2 separate regions of the Bombyx mori genome follow, and region 2 is linked to region 1. The links are chromatin contacts, called in public Hi-C maps. All regions are on one chromosome and are shown on one strand. The core of a region is the stretch at or near the end of the contact, and the rest is flanking DNA. Distances in the headings are between cores, read along the strand shown. Region 1 holds the start of LOC101740400. Region 2 holds the start of LOC101746096 (nucleolar MIF4G domain-containing protein 1 homolog).

Region 1 (3,915 bases), core at 1,038-3,537:
CTTCAAAGTAGCTAAAGAACTTGAACCGTAGTATTAACTTGAGACTTGAAACTCCCACGCACACAGAGACAATGTTACATTTACGTTTTGACATCACAAAACACATGACCCAACCAACAATCAACCAACCTGTCTTTCTCCAGCCTCTCCTCTTAATTGCCAGTTGAGTTCTGCACACTGGGCCAGGCCGGTTGCTCCGAGAGGATGACCCTTAGCAATCAAACCACCACTTGGGTTGACTACAACTTGGCCTCCATAAGTGTTATTGCCTGAATCAATGAATTTTCCTGCTTCACCTTCACCGCATAGCTGTAGGCCTTCATATGTGATCATCTCATTAGCAGCAAAGCAGTCATGGAGTTCCACAACATCTACCTGTTTTGGTGAAATTCCAGTCTTGGCATACAATTTGCTTGCAGCCAATTTGGTCATGTCATACCCGGCCACTTTCATCAGACTGTTCTCTTCAAATAAAGCAGGAGTGTCAGTTGCCATCTCCATTCCAATTATCTCTACAGCTTTGTCTTGTAGTCCATAACGGATGACAGCCTCTTCAGACATGAGGACAGCTGCACCTGCACCATCACTGGTCGGACAGCATTCCAGTTTGGTGAGAGGACCGTAAATCTTTCTCGAATTCAGAATTTCTTCTACTGTATATTCTCTTTTGCCTTGAGCCCTCGGATTTTTAACTCCATGACGGTGATTTTTGGCTGCAATTTTAGCTAGATGGAGCTCTGTCGTTTCATATTTTTTCATGTGCTCTATGGCAGCATTACCAAAGTATTGTGCTGTAATGGGAGCTCCTGTTAAATCAGCAATTTCTGCCATTTTAAGTGTGTGCCTGTCCATTGGGTTGGTTCTGTCATCGAAATGACCACCTCCCAAAGCACCGGGAGCCATTTTCTCGAATCCTACGGCAAGTGCTACATCACACATGCCTCCTTCAATAAGCTGTTTCGATAAAAACAATGCATTTGAGCCTGTGGAGCAGTTGTTATTAACATTGTAGATGGGAATACCGGTCATTCCGACCTGATACAGCACGCGCTGTCCGCAGGTCGAGTCACCGAACACATAGCCGCAGACCGCCTGTTGAATGTCGTCGTATTTAATACGAGCGTCAGCCAGGGCCTCTAACACCGCTTCCTTGCCGAAGTCGGGATAGTCACCTCCGGTAGAGGGCTTGACGAAGTTCGTCATCCCGACGCCAACGACGTACACTTTTCTAGGCATTGTTATAATAATAATTACTATACCTCACGGTAGACGACAGGCGAGCCGGAACTCTGAATCCGAATTGATCCGCTGGTGGTATAGTCTACTCCTTGAGTTACTGATACGGCAGATAAACTTAATATCTCGAGATAATAATAAATATCTTAGAATGTCGACAGAACGACCGTCAAAGTCCAATTTCGCTGCGACTGAGTGATCACGTGACTGAAATTATCATGACTTGACACGACACATTCATAGATATCATACACCAAAAAAGTACTCTGTAAAACTTTGTAGCAATCTGCATTAAGAGAGCCAGGTAGTACTGATATTCATACTTACGCATATTATGTAAATATTTACAAATAAAAATACTAAAAACCTAGACGAAGATCAAAAGGTATTTTTCGTTATATTACAGTTCGCCTAAAGTAACGCTCGCTCCCGCAGTTAGGTTTGCCAAGTACTTACTACACTATCGTATCACACGAAAGTTGTTGTTTATACATGATTAAAAAAATAACGTCTAGTTGACTAACTTACTTTTTAATTAATGTTACAAAATCCACGCTTTTATGTAAAAATAGGGGAAATGATACGAATTTAATTCCCTTAAATTACTTCACTCTTTAGTATAAACTTTTTCTTTACACCTTCATTAAATTACTAATGTAATCGGTACACATTTTTAATACAAAAAATTTACTGTATTTAAATTTAGATGGTTATTGAATGAACAATCTAAAATATTAATTACTACCTTTTTTTTGGTACATATCAATAGGGAATCATAATTTACGGGTACCCGGCCGACGGGGGTCGAGACCGGATTTTTCCAATTGATTCTAGAAAACTACGCCTTTGGAAAGGCGCCCGAAAAGGTGCTCGTGTCCCGCTACGCAGAACGACTACCGACTAAACCCCAACCAGGACCTCCTTTCCGACTTAGACGGGACCTACTGTTATATCCCAAAGATCTGAGTATTATTAGAAGCTATTATACAAATGCAAATACGTGTAACCTTTTTAAATAGTTATTATAACATATTAAAAAAAGGCTTAGTACTTTGTTTTCTTAATTTGATTTTGACATTCTAAATCAATAGTGGTTTTTATTATTTAGCTTGTAACTAAATTTAAAAATAATTTGTAAATTTTATGTGTTGAAAATTTTTCGTAATGGCCTTAGATAAACAAAGAATTTTAAGTGAATTGGGTAGTGTTATGAATCAATTAAAAAGTGCTGATTGGTAAGTCCTAGTTCATCGGTATAAATCTATAAATTCCAAATTTCAATTGCTTATTTGACCATTAATAAGTTATTAATAAGACCATTAATTAATAAGTAGATATTTTAGTAAATGTGGATCAACTTTGGAATTTGCTATGATACGATCACTCCGAACGCCAACTAATATTAAATTGAGTTTAGAAGAATGAATCTAAAAACTGGCCTGAGTTAGAGTTATGTACTGAATTGGACATAACAGGGTGTTGATAATGCTAGATATTTTGTTAGCAAAAAAAAAAATATACCAATAAGTTGTAGACTTTATAATTTTTCTTTAATTTTATCTTTTCTTACAGTGGCTGTATGGGGAAAATCTTTTCTAATTCTGATAATAATCCTCAGAACTTAGCAAACAGTTATTCTACAAATCATGGAAGTTGTCAACAAGCCTGTTGTCACAGTCACAATAGCTGTGGTTCTCACGGGCATGGCTGCATCAATCCATACTCTAGTGAATCAGGTTATCCTGCAGGCTCTAGTCATGTAAATAGACCTTGCTTTGGTCAATGCAATCCACCAAAACTTTATGCTGACACTTATAACTATTTAAATGAAAAACTAATGCAACCAGTTGTCAAGGAAGTTTATCATGATCTAAACACTATCAGCCCAGCAAACACTGTGATGAATAACCCAATAGCATCTCAAATCGGTCTTCCATTACAATCAGGACAAACCCCGTTAAATAATTTAACACAGAACATTCCGAGTGTAAATAATCCAGCAAAAATAGGGATGGGTCCCGAAATTATTAACATGGTAATGGGTAGTAGCGGTAATAAGCCAAAGATTCAAGAAAGTCACATTGCGGGCCAAGTGCCCAGTAGCCCATCAAGACTTCAGGGAGCGAGTGCGCAGCAAGGTTTTATTGACGGCCCTTCTGCAATTGGTGATGGAAATCGGATACCCTTGAATGGAAATGTCAATCGGAATGAACAAAATGTGTATCAAAATATAATACCTAATGTCCAAATGAGCCAGGTGGCAGTACCACAATTAACAGGCAATCCTACAAACCCAGGAATACAACAGTTAACAAAACATCACGCAGGGCCTCACGACCAAGGGATAACAAAATTCAATGAAATGTTTCCAGGGGTAATGCAAGGACTAGGCGGAGATTTGAATTTTGATCCAATGGCCATAGCGATACAAATGAATCCAGAAAATCAACAAAAGGCCGTCATTAATGCCATGCACAAAGCGATTGTTGATAATACTGAGAAAATGAACCATCCGCAATTATCTGCACTTAATCAAGCTCCTCCACCGCAATTGCTTCAACCTGCTACTGACCAAAATCCTGCAACAGCTACCCACCAATTACCTCAGACAATGATTGAGACTAATGTTCAGTTAAATGAAAACGCAAATGTATTAAAGCAAAACAAACCTGGTATTCA
Region 2 (3,915 bases), core at 401-2,900, 170 kb after region 1:
CCGCGCTCGCTCCTCGGCCTTCTTCCGACTCTTGGAAGTGGGATCTATTTGGTTCACCAGCCACTTTATGGAGAAATAAGTCACTGCAGACACAAATGCGACCCTTATAGCCATTTGGAACACTTCGTTCCGAGTAAATGAGCCTTCCACCATCATTCCTGCACACTATAATAGTATTTTAATAAATAAATATTAAGGAAGCTGTAGCTTGCTCAAAGGTGCTTTTAATTTTAATCTAGTCCGAAATTGTTATAGCAGAATCCCCGACCGTCACACATTTGTGAATTTTTGATAGACAAAGTCTAACTTTTTTATTAGTTTGACAACTAATACTAGGGCTGCAGAGGTAATTTCCCCTTAGTTATCTCCAAATCTCCCTAAAATCTTTTTATCTCAATTTAACACCTTGTAAAAAAATACATTCCAAGTTTTGTAGTCTATTCTAAGATTTAATAAACAGTGTGGACAATTTTTTACTGGGTTTTCAGTTCGTACGGAACAAGAAAATTTTCATCGTGAAATACGAAATTTTCGTGATAATCTCTGATGTGCTCGTCGAGTATCACGCCGACGCCGCAGCGTAACCATATTGGTTTTTAAAGGTCACAAATACCAATTTAACTACGGCAATATTATTTAATATACGTTCACGAACAAAGTCTGATGATCAAAAGCGCAAATGTATATTTTTTTACTTATTGCTTGCATGAGTGAACGAGCCTACAGCAGAGTTTAACATACTCCCTAAGAACACTCCAAAACTGGCAAAGATTATATTGTACTTAACGGTGCTTGCGAAGAGCTATAAATTGTCCTATGCATCCTGTGTGTGTAAATTATCCGTGAATTACCTTGTTTATTCAATTTATGTTTCTTTTGGAGTAAATAAGTTCCTCACACACAGGATTGCACGAAATCCCAATAGTCAGGGGCGCTAGCTTTACCACTTTACCATTTGTACAATAGAAATTGCTTCGGTTTCTCAAAAATATTAGGCTCTGCACGCTATGCTCTTTTCACCTGTCCAGTGGAGGAATCTAAAAAAAGGTCTATGGTTTTGGCAATGAAGTAGGAAACCTATGGAAATGAAACGTCAACCAAAATTTCGTGCCACTGTGACGTCATCTGGCCACAAAACATGGCGGCTTTAGTGCTGTACAAAAGATTTCAATGTTATCAGGTTTTATCGATAAACGTTCTTGGCTCATTTTATTTTAAATATTGTTGAGTATTATTTATTTGTAGAATTTATACTTTAATGGGAAGTAAGTAGGTATATTGCTATGTGCAAATATGATATGATTTAGATGGGTGAAATCTAAGACAAGTTCGTCCTTCGAATTTGCCAAGTAAACGATATGATGATTTTTAAAAGTTGCTACACTGATTTTATAAAGTTGACGTTTGTCGCAAAACATAAAGATATGGCGTAGTTCAAAGCCATCTGCCCATTTCTAGCATGCTAAATGTTATCGTATTTTGAGTACGTGTTTTTCTTAGACTATTACAATCTATTTTAATTGTTTTGCTGACTCTAAAGTCCGTAACATACTACCGCAGCGCACCCCAAGGAAGGTGCGCCGCACCATTTGAATCACTTTCGCTTGAGAGTGATTCAAATTTTAAACTTATCAAGGGACCGCGTGAAAAAAAAAAACCTACAGAACATTTATTCATTAATTACAAACGTCATTCCTTGTGACTTCCTCTCTAAAATCACTTAATTATTAAATATTTAACAAATTTACAATAGTGTTTTACTCATTGCGGAATAAATCTATTTTATTTAAATAGTTCCGAAGAGATTTTGTCGGTAGCCTTTTTCCCGAAATATCTAAACAGAATGTCTAAATATGTTTTGATGACATATTTTAAAGTGGTATTTATGATTAGTGTCATGATCAATAGATTCCGACCGAAAAATGGATTTTTCGGATGAGGGCTCCATAATGAATTTAAATACATATAGATAATAGTTTTAGGACATCGACTTTCTTGAGATCCTATAATATACGTTTTAATTATTATTTTTGTATGTTTTAAGCATGATAAATTATGAAATTTTATATAATCAATCATATTAAATCGATATCATAGTCAATAAATAATGTACAACCCAAAACAGACAGCCGAACTGATGTGACAATGACATTTGGTTTTAAACATGGCGGATTTTCGGCCTCATTAGACAGAGACGGAGACATTTACGTATATTCAAGTTTCATTTTATGTACGCACTGAAATACTGTTATATTGTTTTCCTGCGAGTTAAAGTGCTGAGTAAGAACGAGATAGATATATGTTTATGTATGTGCCTTCAAAATGGGTGCTATTTATATAAGCAATTGTACGTATAGAACAATATGTCGTGTCCCTACTATAAAGGTCTATGGGTTTTGGCCATAGATTGCTTTATGTTGTCAACAATGTCAAGTGTCAGAAATAATAATTGCTGTAAGTGTCAGGCAAATGGTCAAATCAAAATAATAGTAACCTAAAAAAATTGCCCAAACTTTTCTTAAACATCAAACCAACCTAACAATGAAGAAAAAACCTGTGCCTCGTTTAAAGTTTGAAAATAGTCGTAAGACTATACGCAAACAGAAAAGGCAGCAAAAAAAAATTCATCGCCAAGAACATTATTTGAAGAAAAAAACCCCACAACCGTCTATAATTCATCCCCAGCATACTCCGGGAAGGTTCGTAAAGAGACCAGCAGATGGACAAGATACTACAGAAATGAAGGTTTTTAAATTTCTAACTTTTAAGCAATATTAAGGAATTTTTCTAAGGAATTTTAAACTCACAAAGTTTTACCTATAAATATATTATATTTTTAAAGATAACTAGGTAATACTAATGCGGATGCTGTCATATTAAAATAAAGTATCAATTAAATTAATTTAGGAATCTATTATCAGGTGGCACAGTTAATAAAACACAGGTCATTTTTAGAAAAAACGAAAGAAACCCAATGCGCCAAGCTATGACATCCTTAACAAAGAGAGACAAAAGGAAATCAACGAAGCAGACCAATTAAAGTCAGAGATGGAAGAACAGCGACGGAAGATACTCCTCAAAGCCAATGAGGAAGAAGATCTCCTGATAAAAAAGCTTGAGAAACAAATGGGCCTAAATAAATCTAAAAACAAGAACAATTACTTTTCTGAAGATGGTTTGGACTGTATCCTTTCAATAAACCTATATTTTTTTATAAATCAAAAATTTAAATCTGTCATAAACACCTGTCAAGTTTCCCAGTGAGTTACCGGACTTTATTAATTTATATTAAAGTTGATCATATTAAAATTTATATAAAACTGGTTTCTAAAAAAACCTACTAATTAAACTAACAGTATTCTCTTTGGAAGAAAGTCTATCTCAAACATGACTGTTTCCATTCTACAAAATACACAGACCTTTTAGAAATATGTGACAGATCAACAACAGAACAGATAGTGGCTGCAGAAAAACATTTAGCTGAAGTTGATGGTGATTCAGACTTTGAAGAAGACATAGCAATTGTTACAGGAAAAGACAAACACCAAAATAAATCTCAGGAAGTAGATCTGCACAATAGTGATGATCAATTTGACAATAGTGAAGAGAGTTGTGCTGAAGAGGCAGAAGATGGTTTAAGTGATGAATATGATGATTTGGATGATGATTATGATGGAACAGATAGTGAGCTCGAAGGTAAGATGACTTGATGCTCCCTTGATGAAACAAAACGAAACTTTATATGATAGGAGATTTGAACTACCTACTTGCCTTAGTTTGATAGCCACATTTATTTAATAACTTTGATACTTCTTTTGATTGATAGGCTTGCTATTGCTATTGTAGTATCATTAGGTAATATCATATCTTTAGAATAGAAGCATGTTGGTTGGTGAGCCTTGTGAACGGTAGACC

The links. Hi-C and Micro-C count contacts between places; a contact is called where the count stands out from the background.
Region 2: a Hi-C map of posterior silk gland shows a contact between it and region 1, with 2.0 times the contacts expected there. The contact joins the promoter of LOC101746096 here to the promoter of LOC101740400 in region 1. A contact is called at or near these places in 2 of 7 Hi-C or Micro-C datasets (middle silk gland and posterior silk gland).

The regions. Positions count from the first base shown.
Region 1 is chr3:12,810,552-12,814,466 of ASM3026992v2, forward strand. LOC101740400 reads left to right here and starts at 2,288. Exons shown (of 3, transcript XM_004924358.2): 1 at 2,288-2,471; 2 at 2,809-3,915. The coding sequence starts at 2,401. It overlaps Scpx (sterol carrier protein x), which reads right to left and starts at 1,432. Exons shown (of 2, transcript NM_001043913.1): 1 at 130-1,432. The coding sequence starts at 1,236.
Region 2 is chr3:12,985,500-12,989,414 of ASM3026992v2, forward strand. LOC101746096 (nucleolar MIF4G domain-containing protein 1 homolog) reads left to right here and starts at 1,651. Exons shown (of 14, transcript XM_038020168.2): 1 at 1,651-2,745; 2 at 2,956-3,184; 3 at 3,418-3,696. The coding sequence starts at 2,542. It overlaps LOC101739068 (outer mitochondrial transmembrane helix translocase), which reads right to left and starts at 439. Exons shown (of 8, transcript XM_004924350.5): 1 at 1-439. The coding sequence starts at 156.